Regions from separate parts of the Anas platyrhynchos genome. Here region 2 is linked to region 1. A link is a contact called in public Hi-C data. All regions are on one chromosome and are shown on one strand. Each heading gives the region's core, a stretch centred on a gene start, on an enhancer-like site or on the middle of the called end of the contact. The rest is flanking DNA. Distances are from core to core; before and after follow the strand shown.

Region 1 (7,398 bases), core at 2,233-4,732:
GGGCCGCTCACCCTGGGCATTGCTGATGCAGCAAGCAGCCCAAGCAGTGCTGGCAGAAGCCCTTTTTGGAAGCCCAGCAGCTTCTGCAGCTCACATCTCACCTCACAAACCGGGGATCTGATGGATTTCAAAGCCAGGGAGGTCGGCATGGTGCTGGCTGCGTGGTCCGTGCCCCATCTCTCTCCTCATCCTGCCCAAAATCAGCCCGCCAGGAGAGCTCTGGGTGTGTGTCCACCCAGAGGTGGATCCTTCTGGGGGTGGATCCTTCCACGCAGAAAGCCCTGGGTGATGCAGATCACCAGGCTGAGGCAGTGGGACCGTCAATACTGCCGAGCTGATTGCCAAATTGTCTGGTTTCACCTCGGGGAAGCTGGCTGGGGCTGCGAGTGGCCAGCTGGAACAACGGGCACTGAAAAGGGAGGACTTGGAGCAAGCGGCAGCTCCCAGAGGGACACGTTTCATGTAGCTGTGCCTCTTTTTTCCCTGCCTGGCTGGTTCCCACCTCCCTGAGCCTGCACCAGCCTCTGAACTGCACCACAAAGCGGCCACTGCTGCTTCTCTTGCCAGCCCCGGAGAGGGGATGTCCCTGTCCTGGGGGGGCACCGCACTGAGTGTCCCCAGGCAGAGCCCTGGGGACATGCAGGGACGCTGCAGCTCTCACAGGGGTCATTTGGGGTATCCAGCAGCACTCCCCACCCTGTTTGGGATCCCACCACTATCCCCTGCTGACCCGGACCAAGGACTTGCTGACCATGGGGATAAAACTCCCCTCTGGGATATGTGGCATGGGTCAGCCACCCCGTGTGCTGCTCACCAAGCCTTTGGCTTCCCTCTCCTCTCTCCTTTTGGCCCCGTCAGCAAAAAAACCAATGTGAGCTGAAAGCCACGCAGCCAACAAACAGCACATTTCAGCAGCAGCAGTTGCCCCACCACGCCTGGGACTCAGAGGGGCTCTCGAAGTCGGTGCTTCCAAATCCGTGCCTTCCCCAGCTGCTGCGGGCCAGGGGTGAAGCCCGAATTGCCTCAGCTCTCTCTGAAAGCTGCCCCGTCTCCTGGGATGGGGAGGTTGTGTAAAGATCCTGTGGTCTAGGAGTGACGAACTGCAAGGATTTAACTTTTTTTTAATCCTGTTTAAACCACTTTGGGCTGCTCCTGAGGAGCTGCTGCGGCTGCCAAGCATCACACGTGGCATTGCATGGGCTCCGAGTTCAGCTTGTCCCTCGTGGCACCATTTAAATAAGAGCTCCCCAAGCTCTCCAGAGCCATTTCCCAACCCGTCCTCGAGCTGAAATGGAGCTGCCACGTTGCTACGGCTGCCCCAAACCCCACATCTCTCCCCAGAGCTGTGGTGGACCCAAGGTATGCAGCTTTCCAGGTCCAGATCTTTCCCCTTTGGTGGGACGTGTGATGCCAGAGAGACCACATGGAATCACACCAAATATACTTGAAAGCAGGGCAGGAATTTCTCCCTGTATGAGGCTCACAGAAATCCCACTTGGTCGCCGTCCTGTTGGGGCCACAACATGACTTTCCATCCCCCAGCCGCGTGGTCCTTTTAGTGCTTGAGCCGTTCTGCAGCCAGTTGGGACGCACAGAGCTTTTATTTTTAAACGCACATCCATAAAACAGAGGCTGCCGAGGAGCACTGCAATAAACACCGGGGTTTATTGGCATCTGGCTTCCCAGAAACGCAGTTTGGGTTTTGCAGTTTCCCCACCCGAGGCTCTGCCTTCTGCGTGGGGGAGCTGGGGAGGGCTGCACCTGGGGCTGGGGAATCCTCGGGGCCAGAAAGCCTGAAAGCAGCCCTCCCAGCACAATAATAATGCCATTACAGAGTCCCCGTGGGCAGAACGAGAGCCCAGGGGCAATTTTAGTGCTGGGGGGGATGCTGCAGGCAGGGAACGGCCTCCTGTGCCCTCCTCCGGGATCAGCGTGGCACAGAGGAAACGAGCACTGACGCTGGGACGAAGCATGGGAGTTGTTTTTTCCCCTCTTGTTGTTGTTCTTGTTGTTCTCGTTTGTTTGTTTGTTTTCTCCTGGCAGTAGCTCACTGCCACGTCCAGCTTTAAGGACAGTTTGAATTTCCTCCTCCAGCTCGGACCCCTGCGTTCGACGGCTGCAAGAACTCCTTAATTTCGCCCCTTCACCGGCGAGCCCAATCCTGCCACAGCTCGGACCCCGCTGAGAAGCCACGGCAAGGACAATCGTGGTACGGCTCGTGCCCGAAATGTGCATTTCTGAGCCCAAACCCCGATGCTGGGGGCCTGCAGGGAGGATGGGGCATTCACATCAGGGCTGGGCTGTGTCTTTCTGTGCTCTGCTGTGACACCCGTGAGCTGGAGAGGAAATCCTGCTGGAGCTCAGGCACAGTGCATGCCCCTGGCACTCTCAGGGTTAACCAAAAAGCGGAGATTTGGGGCTTTTCCTCTGTTCAGGCTACAAAAAGATGCATGTTCCCATTGCCACGCTGCAAAGGAGACGCACAATAAATTTTTCTGTGCCACTGGCTCAGCCTTTCTCTGCGGGGCGGTGGGCTCTGGGGGCACAGCTGCCTTTGGGTATGCACCCTCCAAATGCCACCACGGTCCCAAAAATGTGCCCAGGGGGGTGGTTAGGGGAACAAGCACCTCTCTGCCCTTGTGGCTACGTTTTGGGGCTGCCCTTGTGGTGGTGGCACTGGGGACGAGTTCCCCAGCAAGGGATGGAGCGAGGTGCGGGGACCTGCAAGTGGCACCTCCCCAGAGCAGGGGGGAGCTGCAGCCCCCTGCCAAGGAGCTTTGGTGTCCTCTCCACAGGCAGGGGCTGCATCAGAGACCCCCAAACACCCCCAGGAGGTGAATGTGGCCGTGGGGCAGAGCAGCACAGAGAGGAAAGGATGTCAAGAGCAATGACAGCACCCCGAACATAATGGGGGCTGAATTGGGTCATCACCCAAAATCTATGGGGATTTCGGATAGTCCCGAAGCCTGGGTGCAGGGTGTGGGTGCAGGCCCCCCTCTGTAAGGACATCACCCCCATTCCAGCCCATTTTGGCACACTCTGGTCCTGCTTGTAGGACCTGTCTGGGGCAGAGCAGGCGATGCTCTCGCCTGCATTATTCCTAAACTCTTTGTTGGCCGATGCCCAAAGAACTCCAAGAGGGGGCTGCGGGGCTGGGGTCAGCCCAGCCGTGTCGCACAGGGGCCAGCCCTGACGCAAGGGCTGCGGGTGGTGTGGGACAAAGCCAGGGCAGGGGACAGAGGGAGGCTGAGTCACCCAAAAAACAGGCTGGGAGCGAGCAGAGCCAGCGATGGCTCAGCCCCTGGAGGCAGCCAGACGGGGTTTGACACCTGCGGGGCTGCCACGCTGCATTTGGGAGCAGGACGGTGCCCGGCCTCTCTGCTCGAAGCCAGGGCCTGGAGGCACATCGTGGGCAAAGCAGCAGCGGGCGTGCAGGAGAGATCCACGGGATGCAGGAGGAATATCCACTAGAGGGGACTGTGCGATCGCGTGTGGGAGCGCGCAGCTGCCAGGCTGCCTCGGAGCAGGATCGGGCTCCTCCATGCAGCCTCCTGCTTGTGCCACCCCTGCAACCAAACCCTGCGGCCCCCTGCTCATCCCAACCCTGCAGCCCAGCCCTGCGGCCCCCCAGCTGTGGGGAAGGACCTCAGCAGCCCTTTTTGTGCCCTTTTGGCAGCTCATCCGGGGGCGCACGGGGTGCCCAGAAATGTGTCTGCAGCTGGAGGTGTGGGGGAAATGTGCCGACCCCAACGGGCAGCCAAGGCTCCCCACGGCCACTTGCTCGCTCCCTGTGAGGATGGGGGAGAGATCGGAAGGGTAAAAGCTTAAAAAAATGGTTGGTCAGAAGAATTGGGGATCTATAGGGTCTCTATGGAAAATATCCCTGGGAAAAATGCAGCCCCCGGCATCCCTCGTCGTTGCCATTCTCCTCCTGCTCTGTGCCTCCCTGCTCAGCTCTACCCTACTTCCCTGCAGGCCCCTGGATCTCCCAGGGCTGAGATTTCATCCGAAATCCCACAAAGGGCCATTACTTTGCTTTTCCTCCCACTCAACCCAAAACCAGAGCCTGTTTTGGGAGCAGAGCTGTGGGTGGTGAGGGCTGGGGGAAGCAGGGAGCTTTCTGACGGATTCCTCTCGCCCCTCAGCACCGGGATGCGGTTTCCCTCCTGGCAGGATTTATGGGTTTTGCCTCTCTATTTGTAAATAAAGACTCGAGTGATGCATATTCTGGAGAGGAATAAAGTTCCCCAGTGCAGGAGGGCAGACGGGAGCCCGCAGCGCTACCGGCAGCATCCCGCTTTCCTCACCAAGACATGAGGCATGGAGCAGGGCTCCAGCACCCCAGACTCACCCCACCCATGCTCCTGGTGGCTTAAAGACCTTCAAAAGTGCCTGATCATTTAGGGTTGCGCATTCCCAAGGAGCCACGAGCACTTCTGCATCTCCCCCCAGCTTTGGTGACCCCACACCCGGCAAGCCCCGTGTGCTCAGCTGCTTTCTGCACCTCCCAGCTTTGCAGCACCTCCCTCGAACCTCCTGCACGTGCCAGGCAGAGCGTTCCCCATACAACACCTGCCCTCGACATGCAGCATTGTTTCCCCAAAACCCAGGAGAGCAGCAGCAGCAGCTCACCACAGCCTGCCTCCCCCGGCAGACCGAGCCGGATCTGTCCTGCTCGGCAGCGGCTGCTTCGTTACCAGCTAGCTAATTCTTGCTCCTTCTTCTATCCCAGCCCTTTGCAGGAGGGAGGGGAGAACAAAACAGCCCTGGGGGTGAAGTTACCTTATTAATTAACGAGGCTGAGAGCTTTGCAGATATTGCGCCGAAGAGGGGAAAAAGGGGGAAAACTGGGCAAAACCAGAATGGCTCGGGTTCAATTGTCAGCCCAATTAACCTAGATCCGTGCCCTCCCTCTGGATGAATAGCTCATTATTATGGAATTGCTTGGGCCCAGCTCCTGATGGAGGGGAATTAAATTCAGGCACGTAACGAGGCAAGCCGGTGTGGAGACGGGACGCGGGGGCTGCCCAAAAAAAAAGTGAAGAAAGGGTGATCTGGGACTGTAGAAGTCCATGGTATCCGGAGCATTCGCGCCGTTGTGGGTCCAAAATGTGGCTGGGCTGGGGCTGATTTGGAAAGGCCTGGTGATGGTGCCGAAGGATAATTCTTTGTGGGCTTTTTGGTGATGGAAGAGAGCAGGAGGAGGAGGAGAAACAAGCAGGAGGCTCCTGCAGGCACCAGCACAAGCACGGAGGACATTTGTGCACCGTTGCTGTGGGTGTTTGCAGTGCCCCCATCTGGGTGCCTACATGGCCCAGGAGCCCAGTGACCCCCATGAATGGCCCTGAGTTTTTGAATTATTATTATTATTTTTTAATTTTGGGCCAGGATAGATTGTGGGGAGCAGGCAGGAGGCCGTGGTTTAGCCAAGCACTCCAGCATCCACGTAATTGCACCAGCCCTGCTCAGCTCAGCAAGGGGTTTCGGCAAGATAATTGGTGTGCTGGGTCAGGGACAAGGTGCTTTGGGAGCTCTTTTGTCTGAAGAAGGGGAAAAAAAAAAATCATTGTGAGCCTTATCTGACCCTTTCCTCCTTGCCCTGCTAGGACTGTTCTGCTTAGAGAGGAGGAAAAATTCCCCCATTAGTGGCTTTCAAACCTAGAGCTATTAAAAAAGCCACAAACCCCAAAAAGTCACTGAGAAAACCTGCCGGTGCCATAGCAGAGCAGGCTTTTCCATCTGCAGGGCTGGTGAGTTTGTATGCAGGGGGAAACTTAAATGCACCATGTGTGAGAAGCCTGCAGGCTTCAATATTAGCTCGAGAGTAGATAAATGTGGTTTTCTTCTGCTCTTGCTAGCTTTAAACTCCCTCATTTCCAGCCCCTCGGCTCAACCCCAAACCTAGCATCCATTCTTGGACAAAAGCACCTTGCAGCGTGCGTGGCAGGGGTACTTTGTGCATAACACAAAGCAGGCATATTTAAAGAAAAAGGCATTGGACACCCTAAATTAATCAATTTTAGCTTTTCCCAGGGCCAGGCACCCTGGCTGCCACTGGCTTCCCTGTGAGCTCCACCACACCAGCTAGGAAAACAGCAGAGCCCTGGGAGTGCTGAACGCAACCCAGGATTAAATTAAAGAGGATTTAAGCAGATGATCACTTCTCTGCTCTTCTTAGTTGGGAAAATGGGAACCATCGCACCGCGTTGTCCACTGGCATCATCACACCCAGCCAAGGGTGAGCTGGTCCTTGTGTCTGTGATGCCTCCGAGCTCCAGAAGCCTTTGCCCTGCTCGGTGTTTTCAGCGATCTGAGATCCTTTGCTCCATCAACCTCACCAGGCAGGGCCTTTCCGAACGTCCCCTCCAACACCTTGTTGATACCAGGTTGGTTTGAAGTGGCAGCTCGTGGCTCAGGCTGGAAAGAAGTGGACCAGGAGGAAAAAAAGGGCAGAAACCAAATTGGGGAAGGTGCTGAGCAAACATGTTGAAGGGAGGCAGCGTCTGAGCCATGCTACAATGGGGCACCGAGGGCACTTCTGCTGCAGTCACCTGCACAAACAGCAGAATAACTGGGCCTCAGAGGGGCGGTTTTGCCTTGCACCATCCTTTTTGTCCCTCACAGCAAATATTCAAGATGAAATGAGACTGAGAAACTTTTTTGGGGGATGCAGGCAGAGGCTGAGCTGCCGCAGGTAGCCCCGACCCCGGACCAGAGCGCATTTGTTTTGCTGAGGTTGTTTGGGCCAAACAACGAGCAGCAGAAACAAACAGCTCCAGCGAGCGGGCGATAAACATTTTTTTCTGCGTGGTTGGAATTATCCGTGACTTTTGACCCCAGATTAAATGTAGTGTGTAACTGGTGGTTATGCATTGAGTCATGCGAGCGGGCTAATCGCAGGAACCCCCTGTTCTCCAAACAGCCTGCACCCCGCGGCTGCCGACTGCCAGCCGCTCACGTTTCCCACCCGAGGCACCCCGCGGGTTTTGCATCATCCTTTTAATTCAGCACTTAGCAAGTGGTTTTTTTTTTCCTCCGGCCGGTATCTCGAGCCCGGAACAAAACAAACCCAGCAGCGCCGTAAGCAGGCAGCCCAAGGCTCCGTGACTGCTCCGGTGTCTCGTAAAGGGCTGGGCTCACGCTCAGCAGGAAAGGTCTCTCCTCTCCATCAGCAGTTCTCATGAAATGAAAATTTCATGAGAAAAAAAAATGAAAAAAATGAAAAAAAAAAGGCAAAGAAATAGCCTTGTGACTGCTAGCTCTGTGTGTAATTTGGGTGAACGTGAGCATTGGGCTCAGAAAATGTTGGTGGGAGGTGGTGGGCAGGGAGACGGGCTCACCGTGGGGGTGCTGCACAATCCTGATACCCCCTGGCCACGCAGAAGGGCCCGGCACAGC
Region 2 (7,398 bases), core at 3,227-5,726, 89 kb after region 1:
TCGGCAGCCTCACAAACCTCCTGGGGCTCGGGCACACGTCCTGGGGCTGCCCCCTCTTCCCCTCGCCCCTGTCCCTTTTCCTCCGGGCTTCCCCTGCCTGGCCTGGAAAAAGCCGCTTGGCCTCGCAGCGGGGATGGCCTCGAGCACCAGTGGTTTCTCGGGGCTCTTTGTAGCACTGCCTATTTTGCTCCTCAGCGCTGCTCCCTCCTCTTTCCCATCCCTTTCTTCCTCCCATCGCCTGGATGGAGGAGGAGGAGGGTGGAGGAGGATGAAGAGGGTGTTTGCCACCCTGCCCTGCCGTCGGAGGGGATGCGGTGGTGCTGGGACACGATCCAAGAGGTGAAGGGGACCCCAGGCTTCTGGTGTTTGTGCCGAGTTCCCAGCCGTTGAGGATCTGCCTAATTAATTCCTGCCCCGTTCCCTCCGTTAGGGCTGACTTTGCCCCACGGATGGAGCTGCCTCTTGCTTCCTGCCCCTGCCACAGCAGCCCCGGGAGCTCCGGCTGGAAGATGGACGGGCACCGGCTGCTCCGAGTCCCGGCACGGGGATGTTTTTAGGAAATTTGCCCCCAGCTCCTCATCCCTCACAGCCTGGGAAGCACCAAACCAGCACCGCCGAGCCCCTGCTGAGCCCGTGTCCTCGCTGCCAAGGGACCAGATATCCAGGGTGGACCCCCCCCAGGCTCCCCAAAAATCCCGGTTGCATTTGGCACGCAGCAAAACGGAGAGGTCGAGCACTGCGAGGGGACCCCGTGCACCTCCCTGCCTGACAGCGGCCACCTCGCAGCACCCGGGGACGTGTCACGAGGGCTGGCACAAGGGCAGGCAGCGGCGCTGAGCAGCTGGGAGGGCCGGGGTTTTGCTGACGGCTTCGGTGCAGGCTGCCAGAGGTGGGTTTGAAAGGCATTGTTCGCTTGGCAGCGCTCTGCCCGCACCTTTCCCGGAACGAGCGAGCTGCACCGCGCTGTTCGGATAATGCTTCTCCATGGCGCATCCTCCTGCCTGCCCCAAAAAATAAATACATGAAATAAAAGCGAGGTTTCTATATATTTTTTTTTCGTGATGGGGAACTCCAGCGCTCAGGAAGTTGGAACTGACAGCAAGGGGATTGCTCCTCGCCTCGGGCACGGACCCAAAGCACTTAAAAGCGAGGACAGGAGTGGGTGATGGGGGCCTGCCACCACCTTGCCCAGCAACGAGGAGCGCGCCGCCTGTGACACTGATCAAAAAACCTGCATATTTCATCTCCGCACCATGCCCTTATCTTTGACCCCAAATAAAAATTCCTCCTTGCTCAGCGATCTCCAAACACAAAATTATCTGCGTGTGCATTAATGCCACGTATCAATCAACTTCAGATGCAAATCGGCACAAGCACTCGTCCTTAATTTTACCATAAAAGGATCGTTCCGTGCCAGGCACCTCGCTCGCCATCATCCCAGGGAACGATCAGCAAATCCTCTCCTGGCCATTGAGGACTGCTTGGATCCTCGGCTCCTCCTAATGGGAACAAGCTGGCCAGTTCCTGAGAAAGGGCAAAGCGCGGGGGCCGCAGAGGAGAGCTGCACGTCCTCTCCTCGCCCCCGGCTCGCAGCCTGCCTCCGAGAAACGCCCTCGTTTCTGGAAGCCGGGGGAAGGCGAGTGCTGATGTTTTGGGATTTGGTTGGGAGAGCTGCAACGGGATGAAACCCTCTCAGTATCCTCACAGTGGTGGCAGGGAGCAGCAGCATTTTTGGCTGCCCTGCAGTGCCTGCAGCCCTTTGCCCCTGGCAGCGGTGCTCCTCGATGGGAATCCCTTTTTTTTTTTAGGAGGAGCTGAGGGTAATTAGGGATTTGCAGCACTGGGCGCTTTCTGCAAGGCTTTTTCTTGCTTTTTACTAAGAAATTGGGGGGGAGTTAGTGGTAAAAGGCGCTGTGCAAGCGAAAGGAAAACACCAGGGAGTGCTTGTTGGAACTGCCAAGCACCAGACCACATGAGAGATGTCCTTCCAGGTTACGGCAAGAGCGCAGACAGACAGACAGACAGACAGCAGAGCTCTGAGAGGGGACAAGATGAGTATCTGCAAGAGCTTTGGTGAGGCAAAAAGCTGCAGGCACGTGCCAAGGAGCGAGCGAGCCCCCTTGGTGCCTGCCCCACCGCCGGCACATGCAGCTCAGCCACCGGGCGCTGCGTTTGACCCATTCCCATCCTGACCCACGCTGGCAGCTCCTCGGTCCCACTCGCAGCCCGAGCCCAGAGCCCGGCAGCGTCACACCACGGGCCCAGCTGAATTTCCGCCCCGTGCCCGAGGAACAATGGCCCGTGTGTCCCTCGGAGGCTCCTCCCGCCGTGGCCGCCCTGCGAACACGCGCCCCGTTGTTGGGCTTGGCGGGGCCGCGGTGGAGCTGCAGGTATTTCCTGCCATCCGCCTCCATCCGTGCCCCGCCGGCCCCTTGGGGACACACGGCTCCAGCCCCCGCAGCAACCCGGGACCCCCAGGGACCTGGCACCCCCTGGGGACATCGCAGAGGTTGCCGTGCCCCGGCAGGCAGGTGGCCCTGCTCCAGAGGGACGCCAGCAGCCAAGCAGCTCAGCACCACCTCCCCCCCCCCTTGCTATGCACATCCTGCTGGAAAAGATTTCCCTTCTGCGGTTCCAAGTCCCAGCTGAAATGAGGCTAAAAAACGTGCAAAACGCTGTTTTCTCTTCGTTTCCTTTGTGCGTTTCACAGCATGTTCTGCAAACAGGGCACTTCCTCATAGTTTTGCTTTGGCTCTCGCGCGCAGGAATAAGAGAGGCTTTTATTTTACCAGGAGAACGGGATTACAAATTAGCAGCTGGGCTGAAAGAGCCCAGGAGCTCCCTGTTAAAATACCTGCACGAGCTGCTGGGGCCGAACCCGGGCGTGAGCTCCAGGGGCCACAAGCACGGTGGGGGGGTGCTGGGTGCCCCCCTGCTTGGTGCAGAGCGGGTGCTGGAGGCTGGCGGCCCCTCTGCAGCACAAACAGTTAACCAGCTGCAAGCGCTACCCAGAAAGGGCTTATAGCAGACACCTGACGGAGAGGAAAATACCAAGTAAGCACTAGGCAGCAGTGCTGCCTGCAGCCAATTTTCCTCACTTAATATGTTTCCTGCACTCATCCCCCTCCCTGACCCCGGCCCCTCCTTGGAGCACGTTCAGCCCCAGACGCATGGCTGGTGACCGTCCAAGGCGAGTGGGACCGGTGCCATCTTGTCCCTCCCCAAGGCTCCTGCCATGGCTGCTGCAGCCCCCAGATCCTCCATGGAGGTCCCCGTGGTGCTCGGGACACGGTGCACAAACCCTCACCAGGAAGCAGGTGAGCGCCCCGTGGCGTGGTGGTGCTCAGTGCACCTGTGGGGCTGCTGCAGGGTGCTTGGGGGGGTGTCAGAAGTGCCACCTCTGTGTTTTTGTGAAGGATGCATGTTCCAGATTCAGATGCAGAAGCAGATCTGGATGAGGAGCTGAATCCCACTCTGAGTGCAGATCCAGACATGGATCCAAAATCCCAATCCAAACCCAGACCCTGATCCAAGTGCAGATCCACGCGTTGCCCAACCCTCAACCAAACGTGAATCCAAACCCAGGCACAGACCCAGCTCCAAATCCAGACCTAAACCTTGCTGCAGGATCTGGTGCTTGGTCCCCGGTGCTCAGTGCGCTCCCCCCTGCTGTGCCTGGCACCAGTTCCTGCTGCATGCAGCCCAGTAAGTGCCACCCAGTACCCATACCCACCATGCTGTGGGTACCCAGTGCATGGCAGCCAGTGCTGCGTGCCTGGCGTACGATACCCGGTGTGTGTTTGGCAATACCCAGTGCCCATCACACCCAACGTGTGGCCGGGGGTACCCCGAGCGTGGTGCATGGCTGGTGATGCCCAGTACCTCGTGCCCATCACCCCCAGTGCTCCAGGTGCAGCTGGTGATGCCCGGTACCCGGTACCCCTCACCCCCAGCACACCGTATCCAGCCGGCGATGCCTGGTACATGGTGCCCATCACCCCCAGCACCCCGAGGGCACCCAGCAATGCCCAGTACCCAGTGCCCATCACCCCCAGCACACCATATCCAGCCGGCGATGCCCAGTACCCAGTCCCCATCACCCCCACCACATCATATCCAGCCGACAATGCCCGGTACCCGCTGCCCATCACCCCCCGTGCACCGCGCGCACTTGGTGATACCCAGTACCCCTCACCCCCATCACCCCACACCCCCCCCGCGATTCCCGATCCCCCTCACCCCCCACCCCCCCATCACCCCACACCCACCCCACGATGCCCAGCACCCCTCCCTCCCCCCTTTCTACCCCGCGATTCCCTGCGCCGCGCCCCCCTCACCCCCTTTTTTTTTTTTTGCGCGCAGCCCGGTGCGCGCCTCGCGGTGCGCGCTCCCCGCCGGCAGATGTCGCCGCCGTCGCGGGGAGGGCGACGGGCAACGAATGCACTTCCGACGGCGCTCGGTCATGCCCCCGACTTTCCTCCCCTCCCTCCCGGCGCCGCGCGGGGCTCCCGCCCGCTGACACCGCCGAGGCGGCTCGCACGGCGGCGGACAGCGGCGCGGCCGCCCGGGGATGGCCGCCGGGGCCACCCCCGCCCAGCGCCGCCGCTGAGACGCAGCGGGGCACGGCCCGCCCGGTAAGAGGCTGCTGCAGCCGGGGGGGGGACCGGGGAGGAACCGTGGGGGGGTCACCGGGGAGGAAAAGGGTTTTTTTTTTTAATGCGCTCCGCCGGCAGGGCCGTTGCGCACCGGGAGCGCCGCCCGGGGAGGGCCCGGGATAGAGAGGGAGGTTTGGGGAGGGGAAGGGGAAAAAGGGAAGGGGAAGGGAAAAGGGAAGGAAGGGGAAGGGGGGGTGACAGGCGCGGGGCGGCGAGCCGGGGGGCGTCGCGTTGCGATTGCACCGCGCTGGCGGCTGCGGCCGTGCTGCTGCTGCTGGAGCCGCGGTGGCACCGGTGGTGTGTGCTGCAGCCCCTTCCCTTCCCTTCCCTTCCCTTCCCTTCCCTTCCCTTCCCTTCCCTTCCCTTCCCTTCCCTTCCCTTCCCTTCCCTTCCCTTCCCTTCCCTTCCCTTCCCTTCCCTTCCCTTCCCCTCCCTTCCCTTCCCCTCCCTTCCCTTCCCTTCCCTTCCCTTCCCTTCCCTTCCCTTCCCTTCCCTTCCCTTCCCTTCCCTTCCCTTCCCTTCCCTTCCCTTCCCTTCCCTTCCCTTCCCTTCCCTTCCCTTCCCTTCCCTTCCCTTCCCTTCCCTTCCCTTCCCTTCCCTCTCCTTTCTCTTCCCTTTCTCTTTCCCTTTCCCCTTCCTCTTTCCCTTTCCATCCCCGCGGCCCCTGCGCTGCATTCAGGCTGTGCTCCCATTGCGCTGCGCGTGCCGTGCTTTGCATTTGCAACCGCCTCCCGTTCTGGACCCCCCCTCTCCCCAGGCACAAGCTTGGCTGGAGCTCGGTGATGGCACAGGGGCCAGGGAACCTCTCACTGCCTCCCCCCAGGCTGTGGAGGAGCAATTAGGCTCCCCGTGCCCCCCCCCCAGCAGCATCCTCCAGCTCAGGAGGATGCAACTTTGTGCATTTGAAGCCCCCCTGCATCAAGGTGGGCTGAGACCCCTGCGCCCCCCCGGAGATCTTTCTGCTGGAGCTGCCTTTCAGCTGCAATTGCCCCCGTGCCCACCCTTTTGCCACCACCCCCTGCAAGCATTCACCCCCCTGGGTGCTCTCCCAGCTGGGGGTCCAGAGGGAGCCGTGGACCCCCCAGTTCTAGGGGGTTGGCACCTCGAGGGCTCTGGGGCCGGTCGCGATGCGTCGCGGCTGACGTCGCGGACCTGCCGGAGGTTTTCATTGACGTCAGAGCGGGGAGCTGCTGGGGTGCGCGCTCGCTCCCCGCCGCCTTTCACCGAGCATGGTGCCGGCCCTTAGATGTGAGCAGATTTGGCTTGGCGAAGGCTTCTTGTGGCCACCGGTTCCTGCCTGCGCTCCCCTTGGCGGCGAGCGGTCCCCAGGCTGCCTGTCCTCTGGTGACCTCCCCAAGCGGTGGTTTTTTGCCCTCCCCAAAACAACAGTGAGGGTTTTGCATGTGCGAGGCGAAGGGAGGGCGGCTCTGGTGGTGCCAGCACCTTTGGAGGGCTCTCCCAGCTCGCCTCCAGCTTCTGGGCATCACCGGAGCCTGCTGGAGGCTCCAGGAGTTTCCTCACCGGGTGCTGGGACTTTGCAGGGCATCCCAAAGGGCTGTGGGACGCTGCAGCCGCCTTTCCTGGGGTGGCAGCTCACCCCGGGTGGCTGAGCAGCACCGTGCTGGTGGCTCTGCGGATGTGGGAGCTGTCACCCGTGAGAGAGGATGAGGGGACACGCGGGTGGCGAGGCGGGGGCTGGCTGCGTGTGGTGCCCCGGGGCTGCGCGCTCAGAGCGGGTCTGCTGGTGGCTGTCACCGCCTGGTGAAAATGGAGCTCGAGCTGCTGGGGGACGGGCTGGAGAAGGATGGGAAGGGAAATGGAGAGGACAGGTTCCCCCTGAGCGCTCTCTGCTCCCTGCTCTCCCCCCGGCATACATCAGGTCTGAGCCCCGTGGCATCACCTGGAGGCCTGGTGAGCGCACTGGTGGTGCTGGGGGGGCTCCGTGGGGGGCTGTGCGTGGTGCTGGGGGTCACCAAAAGCCCTGAACAGCAGCTCCGGGGCCGGGGAGCTGTGTGAAGTTCAAGGCAGGAAGTGAGAAATGAGAAAGGGAAAAAAAAAAAAAAAAAAAAGCACAACAATAACAAAAAATAGCACGACCAGTAGAAACTGCCGGGGAGCTTTAGGGAAGCGGCGCGGGGCCGTGCTGGGTGCCCAGGAGCAGCAGCGTGTCCTCGGCTGCTGGAGGGGCTGCCCGTGCCGGGCACCGCGGTCCCACCTCTCCCCTTTCCCAGCTCCGTCTCCTCTGCAAGCCCCAGGGAACGATTGCACGCAGAGCGCTGCGTTTCCGAGCCGCCACAGTCATTTCAGAGACCTTTTAGGCAGGGAAAGTGCTCTGTAGCGTGTAATTTGAAGGCTCTGCTCTGAACCTTCGCTGGCGCTCTGCTAAATGATCCTCTGCTCTTCCAAACCTTTGCTGCCTGGAAACGGGCGGCGGTGACCTGGTTCCTGGCCTTGCTCCGTGCCCGGCCCCGTGCGAAGGTGAGGGGGAGGCGCAGGTTGCGAGGAGCAGCCCCGGGGTGTTTCTCTCTCGTGCACAGGGGGGGCCTCTCAGCCGGCAGGGTCCTGCGAGATTTCAGCCAGCCTTAATCATCTCTCGCCTCTTCCTGAGCTGCGGAGGTTGTCACAGCTCGCGAAGGATTTTCCAGCCTGGAGGGCCAGCTCTGGCGAGGGCTCTGCAGGAGAGCGTAAGGCCCCCTCCGGCTGCCTGCTCCTGCGACACGGGAGCTGTCGGAGCGCGGCCCTG

Evidence for each region. Hi-C and Micro-C count contacts between places; a contact is called where the count stands out from the background.
Region 2: a Hi-C map of subcutaneous adipose tissue shows a contact between it and region 1, with 2.2 times the contacts expected there. The contact joins the promoter of RAI1 here to the enhancer-like site in region 1. A contact is called at or near these places in 3 of 8 Hi-C or Micro-C datasets (F5 follicle, liver and subcutaneous adipose tissue).

What each region holds. Positions count from the first base shown.
Region 1 is chr15:17,034,904-17,042,301 of IASCAAS_PekinDuck_T2T, forward strand. NT5M (5',3'-nucleotidase, mitochondrial) reads left to right here. Exons shown (of 5, transcript XM_005011227.6): 5 at 1-2,506. Among named protein-coding and RNA genes, the nearest start is that of NT5M, 8.9 kb to the left of the region's middle. Within about 2 kb of position 3,483, at least 3 of the 8 cell types and tissues checked have an H3K27ac peak or open chromatin away from gene starts, as enhancers often do. A contact at or near this core is called in subcutaneous adipose tissue, where this site is marked.
Region 2 is chr15:17,123,257-17,130,654 of IASCAAS_PekinDuck_T2T, forward strand. It overlaps RAI1 (retinoic acid induced 1), which reads left to right and starts at 4,477. Exons shown (of 6, transcript XM_072023880.1): 1 at 4,477-4,634.